Regions from separate parts of the Mus musculus genome. Here region 1 is linked to region 2. Evidence: chromatin contacts called from public Hi-C data. All regions are on one chromosome and are shown on one strand. The core of a region is the stretch at or near the end of the contact, and the rest is flanking DNA. Distances in the headings are between cores, read along the strand shown.

Evidence for each region. Hi-C and Micro-C count contacts between places; a contact is called where the count stands out from the background.
Region 1: a Hi-C map of the N1E-115 cell line shows a contact between it and region 2, with 2.2 times the contacts expected there. The contact joins two enhancer-like sites. A contact is called at or near these places in 1 of 15 datasets of contacts at CTCF or cohesin (pro-B cells), 1 of 484 Hi-C or Micro-C datasets (the N1E-115 cell line) and 1 of 115 datasets of contacts at active chromatin or transcription factors (astrocytes).

Annotation. Positions count from the first base shown.
Region 1 is chr13:91,690,056-91,697,397 of GRCm38.p6, forward strand. Ssbp2 (single-stranded DNA binding protein 2) reads left to right here. Exons shown (of 17, transcript NM_024272.4): 14 at 805-883; 15 at 2,976-3,004; 16 at 3,964-4,062. Among named protein-coding and RNA genes, the nearest start is that of Gm22778, 30 kb to the right of the region's middle. Within about 2 kb of position 5,541, at least 30 of the 459 cell types and tissues checked have an H3K27ac peak or open chromatin away from gene starts, as enhancers often do. A contact at or near this core is called in the N1E-115 cell line, where this site is marked.
Region 2 is chr13:91,132,151-91,139,527 of GRCm38.p6, forward strand. All of the region lies in intron 3 of Atg10 (autophagy related 10), which reads right to left. Among named protein-coding and RNA genes, the nearest start is that of Atg10, 88 kb to the right of the region's middle. Within about 2 kb of position 4,606, at least 4 of the 459 cell types and tissues checked have an H3K27ac peak or open chromatin away from gene starts, as enhancers often do. A contact at or near this core is called in the N1E-115 cell line, where this site is marked.

The DNA.
Region 1 (7,342 bases), core at 4,291-6,790, 560 kb after region 2:
TTAATCTGTTCTGGTGCTGAAGGCTAGTGCGCTTCTTAACCATCGCCACACTGTAGTCAGTACTGCAGTCCATATGTGATGGACTAGGACTTCAGCTTGGGAGCAGTAAAGAAAATGCTGACTTCGGTAGGTGCTTGCTCAAGTCTCAGATCACTCACCTACCTTTGATTGGGCACAGAATCCTTCTAGAGGAGTCATGGGGAAGGAAGGCCACTGACCTGGAACTTCAGTCACAGCTCTACCCAGCGTGAGAAGAGGCCACCCCATGCTTCGGGTGTGACGAGAGCTGCTGTAGAGCACCTGCACTGAGCTGAAATGGCACATGTGACTGAGGAGAGTTAGTGATAGTCAGCTCTCACTAGGTAAATGTGTTTGCCCTGCAAAATGAGACGGTTCCCTGTGCCCATTCAAACAGTGCTATATTCCTTTCTAAGGAAGAGTAGATACAGCCATCATGGTTCAACACAGATGTTCTTTATAAGAGGCCAATAGCATCTGCAGCTTCTCAAGAACTGAACCAAGAAAATACGAGGAAATTTCTCTCAAGCGGAGAACGCTGATCTTCTTCTCAGTATAGCTTTCCATATTTCTTCCCTTGAGAGAAAAAAGTGGACTGAAAAGACTAGCCTTAGCATCCAGAACAGAGATGAGAGAGAGACAGGGAAAGACGGTTAAAGAAACCACAGCCCGCAAATGTATCCTGGAGTCTCCAAACCTGGACATAAGCCAGGACAATCTGTAATGTTAATAATGTTAAAGTCATTTTCCATGTGGTCACAATTACTTCTTCATTTTTAAAAACAGTTTCCAATGGGCCCTGGATCAGATGGTCCTATGGGTGGATTAGGAGGAATGGAGTCCCATCACATGAACGGCTCTTTAGGTAAGGCTCGGCTTTTATGTTAAATGGATAGAATAAATTAAAAATAAAATGTTAATTTTAGTCCATGGGTATTATGGTCTGCAGAGCTCTTCCATGTCATTAGAATGGAGGTGTAATCCATAGGGTATTGATTAAGAGAACTGGAGAACATTTGAATCAGGAGTGTGAGAGTTGTTCTGTGGAGTTTGGCCCCATGAGTATCAATACTAACCTAAGACAGTGTTAAGTGTCTTGTGGCCAAAGAACTTCTGTTCTCCACTCAGCATGTGCAGAGCTGCCTAGAGCAGAGGGCCTCTCTGCCCTTCTCACAGGGGCTTTTAGCTCCAGACTGTGAGCATAATATCAGAGAAACCAGCTCTGATGATAATTTCTTAGTTTTGTTGTGTATTTTAATGTTTGCCTCATTTTAAAATAAAGTTAGCAGCTAGCTTTGATAATACTACAAATTCTCTTGTGAGACCATGATCTGCACCTGCCTTCAGGATAGAGCCAAGCTCAGGTATACCAGCAGTTAACAGCATATTTCACGTACGGTGCACTGTTAACGTATGGAGCCATATATGTGTAAGGTGAACAAAATATTTACAATGATCAGATGTAGAGAAAAGTAAAACAAACTGCCTAGGTCTCCTAGCACATGGTGTTCCTGGGTAGAGGGTATAAAACCAATGTGCTAGTGCTCATACGCTAGTCTGAAAGCTTGTCAAGTGGGCCGAGGCTGTGAAAGAGCCTTTCACGTCTGTTGCCCAAGCTGTGCTCATGCAGTTCTGCTCCCCTGGGATTTCCTTCCCACACTCAAGGTCAGCAGCAGCCCCTCCGGTCTCTGAAAGTCTGCATTACTCATTTCAGAAATGATTTGCAATACATTGATAGGCTTTTGTGCTTTTAAGGACCTATATTTATTTTTCCTAGACTTCAAAGTTTGGCTTCATTTATTTTTGTTTACATGAAGGGTCTGCACCAGGAGAATAAGAGGACATGTCTCTCGTCAGTATATGCTTTCCATATTTAGTAGCCAATAGGCACATATAGCTATTTAATTTAAAGTTAGAATTTAGCATTCAAGTCCCCAGGCACACTGACACATCCCTGTATACAGTAGGCACACATAATTTTACTGGCTACTGTAATGAACATCTCAGAGAAACATAGCCGTCTTCTTGTAATGTTCAATTGGACAGCACTATTACAGAATTTGGTTTTTCAGTGTATTGCAAAATGTGTTACTCTCAATCTGTCAAGTTGGAGAATTAGTGAAAGAAGAGAATGTTTGGTCCTAGTTAGAAGGCTTTGGTCACATTATTGCTAGAGTGAAACATCCAGAAGAGTTTCATAATGGTTGGCAGCTAGTTTGTTATTCTCTGCAGTGAACATTATTGTAATTATTAACACGTAACAGTATGCATGTGTGCATGTGTAACAATGTTGGACCTTTTTACTCACAAGTAAGTCATGCTAAACCTTCATGTTAATTATGCTGTTCAGTAAATGTTGTTATATTAAAATGTTACAGCATTTCACACTAAGGTTAAAATAGTTCACACTATTTTAATAGTGCACTAAGATTGAAATTGTTAAGAATAAAATAGTTCAAAATAAAACTGATTTTATGACAAAGTTAGAATTATTATTCAGTGTATAATTCCATTGCCCATGTTTCTCAAGAATCAAAATTAAAATGTAGCATATCTTAAAGGTATGTTTGGTTTCTATTTCTATTGTGTATATGGAGTGCTATCTATTTTTCATATTAATGAAATAGTTTTTGATATCTGGTTTAGAATATTGTTAAATACACCTAGAAATGTCTGTCTTAAATTGTATCAGATTTACAACATCATTTTCATTAAAAGATATATATCTGTATGTATTATATGAACATTTAAATGTTTTAATTATGCCGTGGTCTTATGTAGATGGTCTCTCTAATGGTCTCCCAGGGGTCTGTAGCTCTTCCTCTGCGCCTGCTGTTAGGATTCAGGTGATGGGAAGCAGCTGCTGGGCTTGGGCTGTTGGAGGCAGCTCACTCCCCTTCAGTAGTTTCCTTATACATGCTCTCCCCTAATGACGGTGTCTTTTCACACTTTGCCAGGCTCAGGAGATATGGACAGTATTTCCAAGGTGAGTAATGCTGTAGTACATCAAAATGGTCTGAGTATTTTTTTTTAATTCCAAACCAAAATATAAGCCATATGGTTCAGAGCAAAGTAATCTAAAAATCTTTTTTCCATTCAAAAATAAGTGTTTTGTCCTGAATGTTTTTAAACTCAATTAATTATAACTTGAAATACTTCTTTGAGTCTCCATTGCAGGGCTGTATAAACATGACTTATATGTCATTCTGAATTTCCTATTGGCATGGCTATCATGCATAGTTTAAAGTACACGTAGTGTTAAGGCAAGCAAACTTCAGAAGGGTTTTACAAAGGCCCTGCTAACTATGTGGATTGCTAAGAGCAGCTGCTCTGTCTTGGAGAAACTGCATAGGAACTGCCCTGTTAAACTAATGGTAAGATGCATCTCCTGCAGTCTGCTGGTCCCCCATTCTTTTCTGAAAGCACAGTTTCCCAGTCCTAAGGTGTCTCTCTCTTTCCTGATGACCTTCTTTTCTCCCTTACAACTCACACAAAAATAATTGAAGTTGTGTTACCTCTAATGTGCACAGAGAATTAAAGGGAAATATCTAGTAAAGCAATGACCTTTCAAAGTTTGATTAGTAAAATACTAAGGGAGTTAAACTCCTCCATGCCTTATCCACGAGCAGGCTCTCCTCATCAGCCTCCTGCTGGGAAACGTCTTTATTTTTAACTCTCTGCTGTTCTTGAAAGTCTATAAGCTGAGAGTGAGGGATTGCATAAACATTGACTCTGGGAGGAAGAAAACAGAGGGGTCGCTTGTTTTCATAGTGTGACCTAGAATGTGAGGAAGACGCCAGTTAGCATCACATTTTGTCCTTAGATGGTGCTGCTGCTGCTGCTGCTGCCATCGCCGCTGCTGTACATTCGATGTTTGAAACACTACAATGCAGGAGGGAAATGAAAACCTTCAACAATGACTTCTTTTCTGAACCTTATTTACAGAATTCTCCCAATAATATGAGCCTGAGTAACCAGCCGGGCACTCCAAGGGATGACGGTGAAATGGGGGGAAATTTCTTAAATCCTTTTCAGAGTGAGAGTGTAAGTACCCCTTGACCATGTTGCTATGTACAGGTAATCTAGAGCTCTCCTACCAGAATAAATGTCAGACCTCCATTATCGCTGTGTATAAAGTGTTCAGTATGTTGATCTTCTAAAAGCCAAAAGAATCTTCAGATGCAATTTTATGAAAAAAGGGATCCTTGGGGCCTTTTTATTTATGTGCAGTTACCCAACCTACACTACGGATTTCCTCCTAGAAGACATTCATTGTCATGAATCAGATGGAAAGCAGTACCTCTGTAGTGTGAAATACCTACCTTCTCGCAAAATGTGTAGGTCACTGCAAAGTCAGATCTGTCCTTGATTTTGCCATAGTAAGACGGGCAATAATCTACATGTGTTTTGGCTTTGATGAAGTGAGGGTCACATTGGTGGTCTTGTCAGCCTGAGCTTAAAACTTGTGGCATTTTTAAAGTTTTAGGGTTATAAGTTATCTCCATAGATGTATACAGAACAAAAGGTGAAATTATAAAGTTTATTTGGCAAACAGCTTATAACCATTTATATGTGCCAGGGCAGTATATACACACTAGAAGGACTACAGAGGCAAGATGCTGCCCCGCTCAAAGAGTAATGCAGTAACATTTAACTCTTATTTCACTCCAGAAACATTCAAGGATTTCTTTTAAGTTTCCTAGATCTCCTTCTAAACCCAATGGACTCAGAATTTTTGGGAGTCAGGCTGGGCAGGGTGATGAAAAGGGCTAGTTAGGAATTTCGGGGGCTGCTCTGTGCTGGGACCACTGAGCTGGATTAGAAAACAAATGTTGCAGAGCCCAAGTGAGCTTTATCAGTGTATGACCCATGGATCTGTCAGGACAAAAGGCACACATGCTTGCCACCATGCTGTCTGACTCAGCGTTTGCCAAAGCTGCCAGGTCTGGAGGTGGACATCACGGCTAATAGCATTCGACTTTAGTGCAGAGTGATGCCCAACATGGAGTCCAGAGTTTGATGTTCTGTGGATTCCTTTGCTTCTTGGTCTCAACCTATAGTCTCCATTAGAAATGAGGCTGCCCCTGAATGTAGGCTAGAAAAAGGGTTTTTTTTTCTTCTGCTCTCTAATTTGCTTTATATGATTAGTAGGACAAAGAAGGTAGATAAAATTACATGAGATAGCCTAGCCATCAGTGAGTAAGCAAGAAAAATCAGGAGACAGCTCAGGGTTTAAGCCACATGTGAGATTACAAGAGGCATTATTTTAGGACCATGGTCTCTGTTTCCCCTGGAACAAGGACAAGCCAGTCATTTTTAATGTTCACTTTATCTAATAAAACACATTTATCTCCTTTTGTATTCCAGAGTGAGGAGCATAGCATGTGTGTCAGTCAGGAGTACAGTTCTGCTAACAGATGATCACAGGGGACTAACATGTATGCATTCTGTAGTACACTGTTGACAGCAAAGGGGTGAAGTAAACTGTGGATTAAAAATAGAGCCTTATGTAATAGAATACCACTCTGTTGAACAACTCTGACCAAACCAGAGGACAGTGTGTTAAGTGACATAAAAGACACAAAAAGCCAGCACTGAGTGGCTCACTCTGACAGAATCTGTTCAAATGCTGGTCATGATGGGCCCCTTGAACGTCCCACTTGCAACCTGAAGCACGTAGGTGGAAAACAGACAGACAAATCAAGCACTTACTAGTAACAAATCATAAAGAAATGCATTTTAAAACGGTTTTTGATGTGCACTTTCTTATAATTTATTAAACACAAGATCTAATGAAATGTTCTCTGTGTGTATGAGAGTGGATGTATGAGAGAGAGAGAGAGAGAGAGAGAGAGAGAGAGAGAGAGAGAGAGACCAAGTGTATGTTCTTTGTGTAGTTCTGGCTGTCCTAGAAATTCTGTTTGGACTAGGCTGGCCTTGAACTCACAGAGCTCTGTATGCCTTTGCCTCCGGAATGCTGTCTTGTGTGTTTTATGTAAAGAGGCTTTCGCTGAATGCTTGTTACTTCAGGACATAGAGAATCTGATTTTTTTCAGAGTTGAATGGTTTTTATTTTACAGTCATCAACATAAAAACGTATTTCACATACATATGTGATAAGAGATAGCTGGCGTAGTTTAGGACCATCTCATAAGTTGTTGGAAGTCTGTCAAAATCAGCCTGGCCTGGCCTGGCTGCCCTGAACTCAGAGGAGCTTCAGTGCCAAGTAAAACTACAGGGTGGAGTTGAAAACCAGGCTCTCTGAAGCTCCTCCTTCCCTCTCTTGCCCCAGAAGGAGAGTTCACAAAAGGGAAAAGAGCTGAGAGCAGCCAGAGACACTGCATCCCCTTCCTGGTTGATGGTTAGAGACTGAGCACAGTGGGGTGTGGCAAGGGTGATTGATGGCTACCACAGTCTAGAAAGAAGTGCTCAGTCCTAATGACTACTTGGTCCTCTGGTCTGTCCAGTAAGGAGAGTTCACCTACTGCAGCTGGTATCTTTGTCATCTGTGGCTTGCTTTCTATTACCACAGTTTTTACTGTATAAGGATGTCATACAATATGTTTGCTCAAATCTGTCCCTTCAATCCTTCCCCTCCAATTCTTTCCTGTCCCCCTCCCCCACTTCTCCCTGCCAGTTCCATGTGTTCTGTTGTGGAGTCCATTGAGTACACTTCGTGTTGCCTGTATATAAATGCCACCACACTTTTTTGTTTATTTTAAAGTAGACCAAGCAGTGAACGGAGAGAGGACAATAGAGAAAAAGATTCTGTGCTTACAAGCACGGGTTTAAGGACAAAGTAGCTATCTCCAGTGACTTTATTTGTACCTTAACTAAGAAAATGAGGAACTATTTAGTGAACTCAAAAATACCAGCTTGACAGTCCAGAGTCTGGAGTTTAAGGCACAGAACTAGACGCTTGTGTGTTTAGCAGTCTGCCCTTGGAGGCTGCCATTCTCTCCCTAGAGGTTAAACCAAAAGGCCAGAGAATGAGGAAACAACTGTTCAGTGCTTGCTGTATACTAGATAGTAACCCATTCTCTCCCGACATGCTGCTTGACTTAATTACATCAAGACAAACATGCCAAAATCCACAAAGCTAGCACTGCGAACATGATCGACAGGGCCAAGTGAACAAAACAAGTCTCCTTTCAAGAATCAAAGCTGCCCCCTAGTGTTCACAGGCTGTAAATACTTATTTTAGGTGGTGCAGATACAGAAATAGCTCAAAGAAAGCAGTTGGATTGATTTGGAAGAATGTTTTCCTGTGGCCTTAGTCTATAACCAGATTAGCAGATGTGCTATTAGTACCACAGTTGCAATA
Region 2 (7,377 bases), core at 3,356-5,855:
CACCCACCATGGGAATGGCCCTTCCCCATTGATCACTAATTGAGAAAATGCCTTTCAGCGGGATCTTATGGAAGGACTTCCTCAATTGAGGCTCCTTCCTTTCTGATGACTCTCTTTGTGTCAAGCTTAATCAATATAGCCAGATGTTACAGTAGGTCAAAGAAGATGAACACCAGAATTGGTAAGTCTAAGATTACTAGTAACAAGGGAGACATCTTCCATCTCTTGACATTAACCTAAGGTAAAAGAAACAGCTGAGGTTAGGGTTAATGATAAAGATAGGAAAGGTGTTGTAATTACTTACAAAATCTGGTAGTGATGGAGTATGACAGGCTTGCAGAGAGGACAGGCAGTAGAAATACAGGTTGTGGCATAGAGGCTCGGGGATAAGATTCAGGCTTGGGTGCTGTGGCTACTGCTAAAAGTACCCAGATCCTGGCAAATGCATCACCTCCCTGACCATGTGACAAGAACACCTGAAAGAAACTGCTATGGGAGGACGGTTTTATTACTCTGGCTCACAGCTCTACCCTGTGTCAGTGAGCACCAGAGGAGAGAGTAGGATGTGCTCAGCGCCACAGGGACATGGAGGAGAGGCTCCTCCTTACCCTGAGGTGCAATAGGAAGCAGGAAAAAAAAAAAAAGGCTGGAACCAGTGTGGATAACCATGACACACCTCCATGTACTAACTGCAGGTACCATGGCCTTGCAAAGTGCCGCAGCTGAGAACAGTCCACACTCAACATAGCAGGAAACATCAAAGGTGATGGCATCAGGAGGACTAGAGAGAGCTAGGGAAGGGCGCTCAGAGAGTCAGCAGCCATTCAACTCTCCAAAGCACAAATTGTTCCTCTCAGATCACCACTTCCCTCTCGGAAGGGGACAGGGAGTCAAGCAACCAGAACAACAGCTGTCACCTGCTGACCCACTGGACACAAACACAATCCCAGACATCACCCTGGAGTTCTACAATACTACTGCCAGCCCGAAACCTCCCTTCCCTTCTCTCTGCAGCCTACTGTATAGCTAGACAAATGTAATCACTGGAGGCTCTGTTGAGGTCAGCAGGACTAAATGCATCTCTCCTCAAGGCTTATCTCAAATACCTAATGCTTGATTTAGCAAACCATTCCTTTAAAGAAAGTCTGCAGGAGCCAAGAACACAGTTGAATACCCCCATCCCATTTCTGCAATCCACAATAATACTCTATAGAATATTTTTAAATTAACCTTTTCAGTTTAACTAAGGATGAAAATTAATTTCAAATACAATGAATAAATTCTTAAATTCACGTATTTTAGACTCATATATAATTCTCATAAGCTAAAATCTCATTGCAATACCTTCTAAGCAGTGTTTCTTCCTCCACAGCTGACACTTCTATTGGCTTAAAAAAAAATCAAAGAGGAAGAAACACTAAGACGTGGTTTCACTTTTATTTGTTTTAGGTTTGCTAATAAAATCAAGATATCCTGCTTAGGAATTCTCCATGAAAGACTCAAAAAACCTGCAACCTGCAACCCATTAAACGTTCTGTAAAAAGCTACAGCATGGAAACATGTGAGACTCACTAGGGCAACTAAATTAAAACAATGCACTAATGTCCTCCCTGAGAAGCAAGCGGCTCCTGGGTACACTGTCTGGGTTTAAGTACCCAGCTACTGGGTGGGTGGGTGGGGCCCATGGCCTGATGCCTGTTAAGCGCATGCTCTTCATCAAGCTATACCCTTATCCCCTTGGCAATTTTTTTTTTGTACACAAAAATGAACTTAGTGTCCTCTTAAGTACACATGTGCTGCCAGAAATAACAGCCCTCCCAAAATTAGAGTTACAGGTAAAGGAACCTGTCTGATACACTTCACTGCTGACTACAACAGCTATAGCAGGTGTGTCTTTACAAAGTTTTTTTTTTTTACTAGCCTGATAAATAGAAAGATAATTGGTTTCCTCTGTGAATTTATTCAACATTCAACTTGATTTCTCTCAAAATATAAATTCTAAGTTTTGCCAAAGAGAGCAGAATGCACATGCACAGAAATTTCAAGGTAAAAGTAGCCTTCAGAAGCTATCTATTTAGGTTATGGAGTCTCACTAACAGCATATCTTACATGAATTTTTCCAAGTGTATAACACAGGTACTAAGGGCCTAGCCATGAGAGAACAAGAAATGCTGACAACACCCTGCCTCTGTAACAGTCTTTCTCACGGCAGAGCGCTGAACTGCACTAAGACCTCTAAGCCAGGTTTCACTACACAGCCCCCTCACCTGCATGTGCGCTGTCTGCTGAACTCTAGGAAGCACACACAAACATTTCTGCCATACACGAGCTACAGAAACACTCTGTTGCCGCATATTACGTCTCCTGTAATTATTCTAAACTGTACTGCTATTCAAAGTCCTAATCAGACAAGACCGGTTTTCAGAATGCTCGATGCCTGTTTCCTCTGAAACCTCAAACCACACTAATGTATATGTTACCCCTTAAATGAGTCAGAGGGGCTGGAGAGATGGGTCGTGTCTACTTAAGAGCATTTGCCGCCCTTGCCAAGGACTCAGCCTTCACTCTCAGCACCCACACAGCTGCGCACAGCTGTCTGTATGTTCTGGCGCATAAGATAACCTCTTCTGACTTGTCCAGGCATCAGGTACAGATGTGGTACAAAGAAATACATGCAGACCATACACATAAAATAAAATTTAAAAGATAAATTAGTATTTATCCTGTCTTTGATCTTGCACATAACTTAAGAAGAATCACAAAGAATCACAAAGGGCGTCAGCCGCACCGATAGTTATTTACTTTAGAAACAAATCAGTCACCAAGTCTGGTGATGCAAACCTGGGCTCTCAGTACTTAGTTGCAGAGCAGATCTAGATGTTGAGGGGCAGCCTGGGCTACACAATGAGTTTCAGACCAGACAAGGCTACAAAATGAGACCCTATCTCCAAAACCCACAAATGAATACATGAACAAACAAACAAAGGGAAAATTTACAAATCCATGTATCTAGAAGCTTGTGGCTACAGTGCGTGATTTCTTCTACTTGCTTATATTTATAGACATTAAACAGAAACTTTTTGATGTCTCAATGCTGCTTCAATAATTACATCTCCAAATACTAAGCTATTCATGCCTCTTACTCATCATTTGCACTTATCGTCATATCTATACTTCAATCCAAAATTAGCAACTGCTTTACAGAGAAATTGCTAACATTTACTAAGAACAGTGGCTTGCCATTTGTTCCATCATGAAAAAAATAATATCCTAATATATGAGTCTACTTTGGACATACAAAATAGAACTCGTCCAAGAAGCCCTTCAGTAACCCCTGAGGGCAGTGGGCATATAGGAAGACAGGCTTCTCGGAGGGTCATCCTTCTCTGGGTGTGTTCCTGGCCACTGAGATCGCCTCTCCCAGTGAAATTCGGGTTGATGCTTCAGGGAGTTTACAATGGGTTGTTTTCGTTGAAGACTTCACCCTCTATGATATCCTACCTGCGGTTGTCTAAAGAAAGGCTCAGTTGGTGAACTACTAGGCCCTAGGACAAAAATCTGTTTCTTTTTTTTCTTTTTCCAGTAACATACTATTGCTACTTTTATGATTCTATCATTTTCATAGTTAAAAAAAATGTAATCTGAAGGTGCAACCTGAGGCTCTGAAGTATCAAGGATAGTAAACCAATAAATAATAATAATATGCTCGGTGCCCATCTCCAACCCTCTGCAAAAGAAATGGAATGTCAGTAATGGAGCTTCAGGAAAACTCCAGATACAATAATATAAAAGCCATTAACCATGTAATTCCCTTGCAAATGTTCGCTGGTAATTTGCTCCTCATTACTATCAACGGTGACACTCCATGTGCATCTCACTATTTCCTCTTACTGAGTGGGACAATACTAAGTATGACAGAGCCTCTGTCCCTGCTTCTTCAATTTTATATTTTTGACCTTTTTGAGCCAGCAAGTTAAGAGTTCCACAGAATGTTTTCAAATTTTTGTTACTTTTCAACCATACATACATATGATTTATAAAGATTATTAATTTTTCTTGGGTTACTTTATGACCTAAAAGTTAATAATGAACTAAGGTTAACAATTTCTTTCATCAAAAATAATTATTTAATTGAAATATAGCAAGGGCAGGGGCACATTAATAAGAAAGAAGGATGTTTCTTTACAGGATTCTACTACTTTGTAGGCTAATTCAAAAATGTAATTTTTATGAAGGAGTTTGAACACAGGTACTCTGCATGGATGAACAATTCTTCCCCCAGAAGACATGGATATTAAATGAAAATCTCAGTACCAGATGTGGGATGCCTTCCTGTGAGTCACTGGTCAGGCCTCAGAGGTCCCCCAAACAACACAGGTCATTGTCCTTCCTTCTGCAATGTGATTACATTACCATTACCATAACTACATAGTAAGGCCTTACTGCTGAAAATAACAACACATCTGGTTGTATTTCTGCATGACATACAGAAATAAAGCCAGAACAGATATGAAAACTTCCCTGCTGGCTAGTTCTCATAGAGCCAGAGGTGCTATGCAGGACACTGAAGAAAACAAGACACTGGTGGCCTTACACAGCACTGGATCCTGCTGCATGCTACAATACTGACCAGCAAGGCACACTGGACCCACTGGTGTAACAGTGGGATGGCTAGTCTGGGAGTGACCAATCACTTTCTGGTTGGATGTGAAGCCTACTCCACAAGAGGGAACATAATAGCTGGTACTTTAAACCTAGCCAGAATGCCATTGTTAAGGAGGCCCTCGCAGGGAACCTAGTGTTGTTTTGTCAAATAGATTTGTTGTAAAAATTGCCTTCTATATATTTATGCTCATACCATGGTGAATATTACTCTCAGCCCCGAGAAGCTTCTTTCTGCGGGGAACAGCAGTTAGTATGGAGGCTTGTAACTGGTCAAAGGGCTAAGAAACTGACTATTGGATGTTCAGCCCTAAATGGGGTATCTATATCAATACTTCACACCCCAGGACTCAGAACATCACGAATGAGGGAGCAGAAAATTTGCAGCAGGCAGAGGAAGGGAAGAGATGCTGTGAAAGGCCACTTTCTGCACACGGATGGCTGTTCCACTCATGGGCTCACTGCAGCTCTGGGTACCCACACATGACCTGCACAAGCAACGGACCAGTCAGCATTCCAGCATGTGAAATCAACTGGACTCCATGGGTAAAAGCAAAAAAGGTCATGAAGATACTAGAGGGATGGATGAAGGTTGTCAGGGAGGTGGAAGGGGACCTGGAGGTACATTTAGATCTACTATATACAGAAATGTATGACATGGTCAAATAATGTCGAAAAACAATCTAAGAATAAACGAGTAAAATGTTTAGGAAAGAAAACTGACATAAATGGAATATACAGTTTGTGCTCCTGCTTCTACCCCAAACTATCACCTCATCTATAGAAACGAGGCTTGATAAGGATTTTCAGTAAAGCCCATATTCAACAAAGCAGATAGCTGTTAGCCGTGTTTTCACTGCAGCCAAGTGATCACATCTCCTTTTACTATGAAAAGTCTTCAGTCCAATAGGAAAGTTCATAAACTGACAATGAGAAGTATAAGCCCAAACATGTACTTATGAAAACAAGTGTCACACAAAACATCGGATCCCAGAGGGCAGCTCTGATTGTCGTCCTTAGGATATCCCCTTTTCTGCATGGAGGATGATAAGTCAGTGTCGTGGCTTGTGCGGGGGCGGGGCTGGGAAAGACATGGTCTTACTTCTCACGATGTCAGAAATGTAGCAGGTGAGTCACAGCAGTGATTCTATGTCTCACCTCCACTGACCGACTTCCAAGAACTTCTGCTTCCCAGTACCAGCACAAAAGATACTGCAATGCAGTCAACCACAGAGATTTGGATCTTCATCTATCCCATTTTAATGATAATTTTAAATTACAGTTAGTCAAAAAGGTAGAGATCATGATGTTCCCTTTCCATCCCATTTCATGTCAAATTTTTAATGTTTATTTGTGCATGAGAGGGGGTGACAGGTCACAGAGCATAAACTAGAGAATATCTTATAGAACTCAGTTCTTTACTCCTACCAGGAGAGGGGACTCAAGTCGTTAATTCTGGCTGCAAGCACACTGACCTGCTCCAGAGTCAACTTGCCAGTTCCGCTTTGATATTTTAAAATCCACTGTAGATGATATCACAGGCATATAAATCTAAATCTAGCTATTTTTCTATAATCAAGACAGGTGGGCCATGATAGAACAGAAAAGTGAATTGATTTCCTATATGGCACAAAGCAGATCTTTTGAAAATTCAGCTATTAGCAGAGGTATCTTTTTGTACGTTTTAAAATATAAAACTTAATATAAGCCAAGAGTGGTGGCTCGCACCTATGCTCTCAGAACTTGGTAGGATAAAGGAAGAAAGAGGACATCCATGGATTTAAAGCCAGGCCTGGACACACAGTGAGATAATGCAGCTTGAACTACAAAGTCAGACTCTGTCTAGAAACAAAGTGGGATTTATTCATAAACTATTTATTAGCCATTAAGTTGTAAGAAGTCCCTGGTTTACTCTTCTACAGTATTCAAGTATCCTTCCTGAACTGTTTGAAGTAAGGAGTTATATACACTGATCATCTAAGGAACATTTGCTGCCCGAAGATAAAGGTTATTTGAACTTCATGCAATGTGTTTCTCAAACCATGTACCTAAACTCCACACCTCTGCCACCTTTTGAACATACAAAGCTGGAGGGCCATGCCCATTGCCCTTCAGTAGCACATGGCCCTCAACACTTCCAGCCAACTGGTTTCAGTGACTCCTCATGTGCCTGGCTGCTGCAAGTCTCTGGGCAGTTCAGTATGCCTCTCCTGTTCCAAGAGGTGGGGCGTGGATGGGGTGTTGTCCTGACTGCAGCCGAAGGTCTCCACTAACAAGGATTATGGTCCTAGGTCTGCATTTTCTTCAGTGTCACTCTGGGTAATGCTAAACAGATTAGTCTAGAACAGCTGTCAGACTCTGACAGTAGTCAGCCTCCGAAACCAAGAAACTCTACTCTCCTGCACAAAAGCAAGCATTCAGATATCTGAAAACAACTAATCTCTGTTGGTTTTCTGGTCTACTGTCACATCCCCAAGACTGTCAAATATTTTTGATAATGATGTTTTCAAGCACACCACTGCTGTGGCAGGCTTCCTGTCAGATGAACTCTATAATAAACTTCCTAATCCATTATTGATGAATGAAAGTATTGTTTATATTCATTACCAATGTTTTTCACAATGTTTTACTTGATTGAGAGCAATGGCTCTCAAATATTTTGATATCAGGAGCTATTTACACTTTTAAAATCTGTTGAGGATACCAATAACTTTT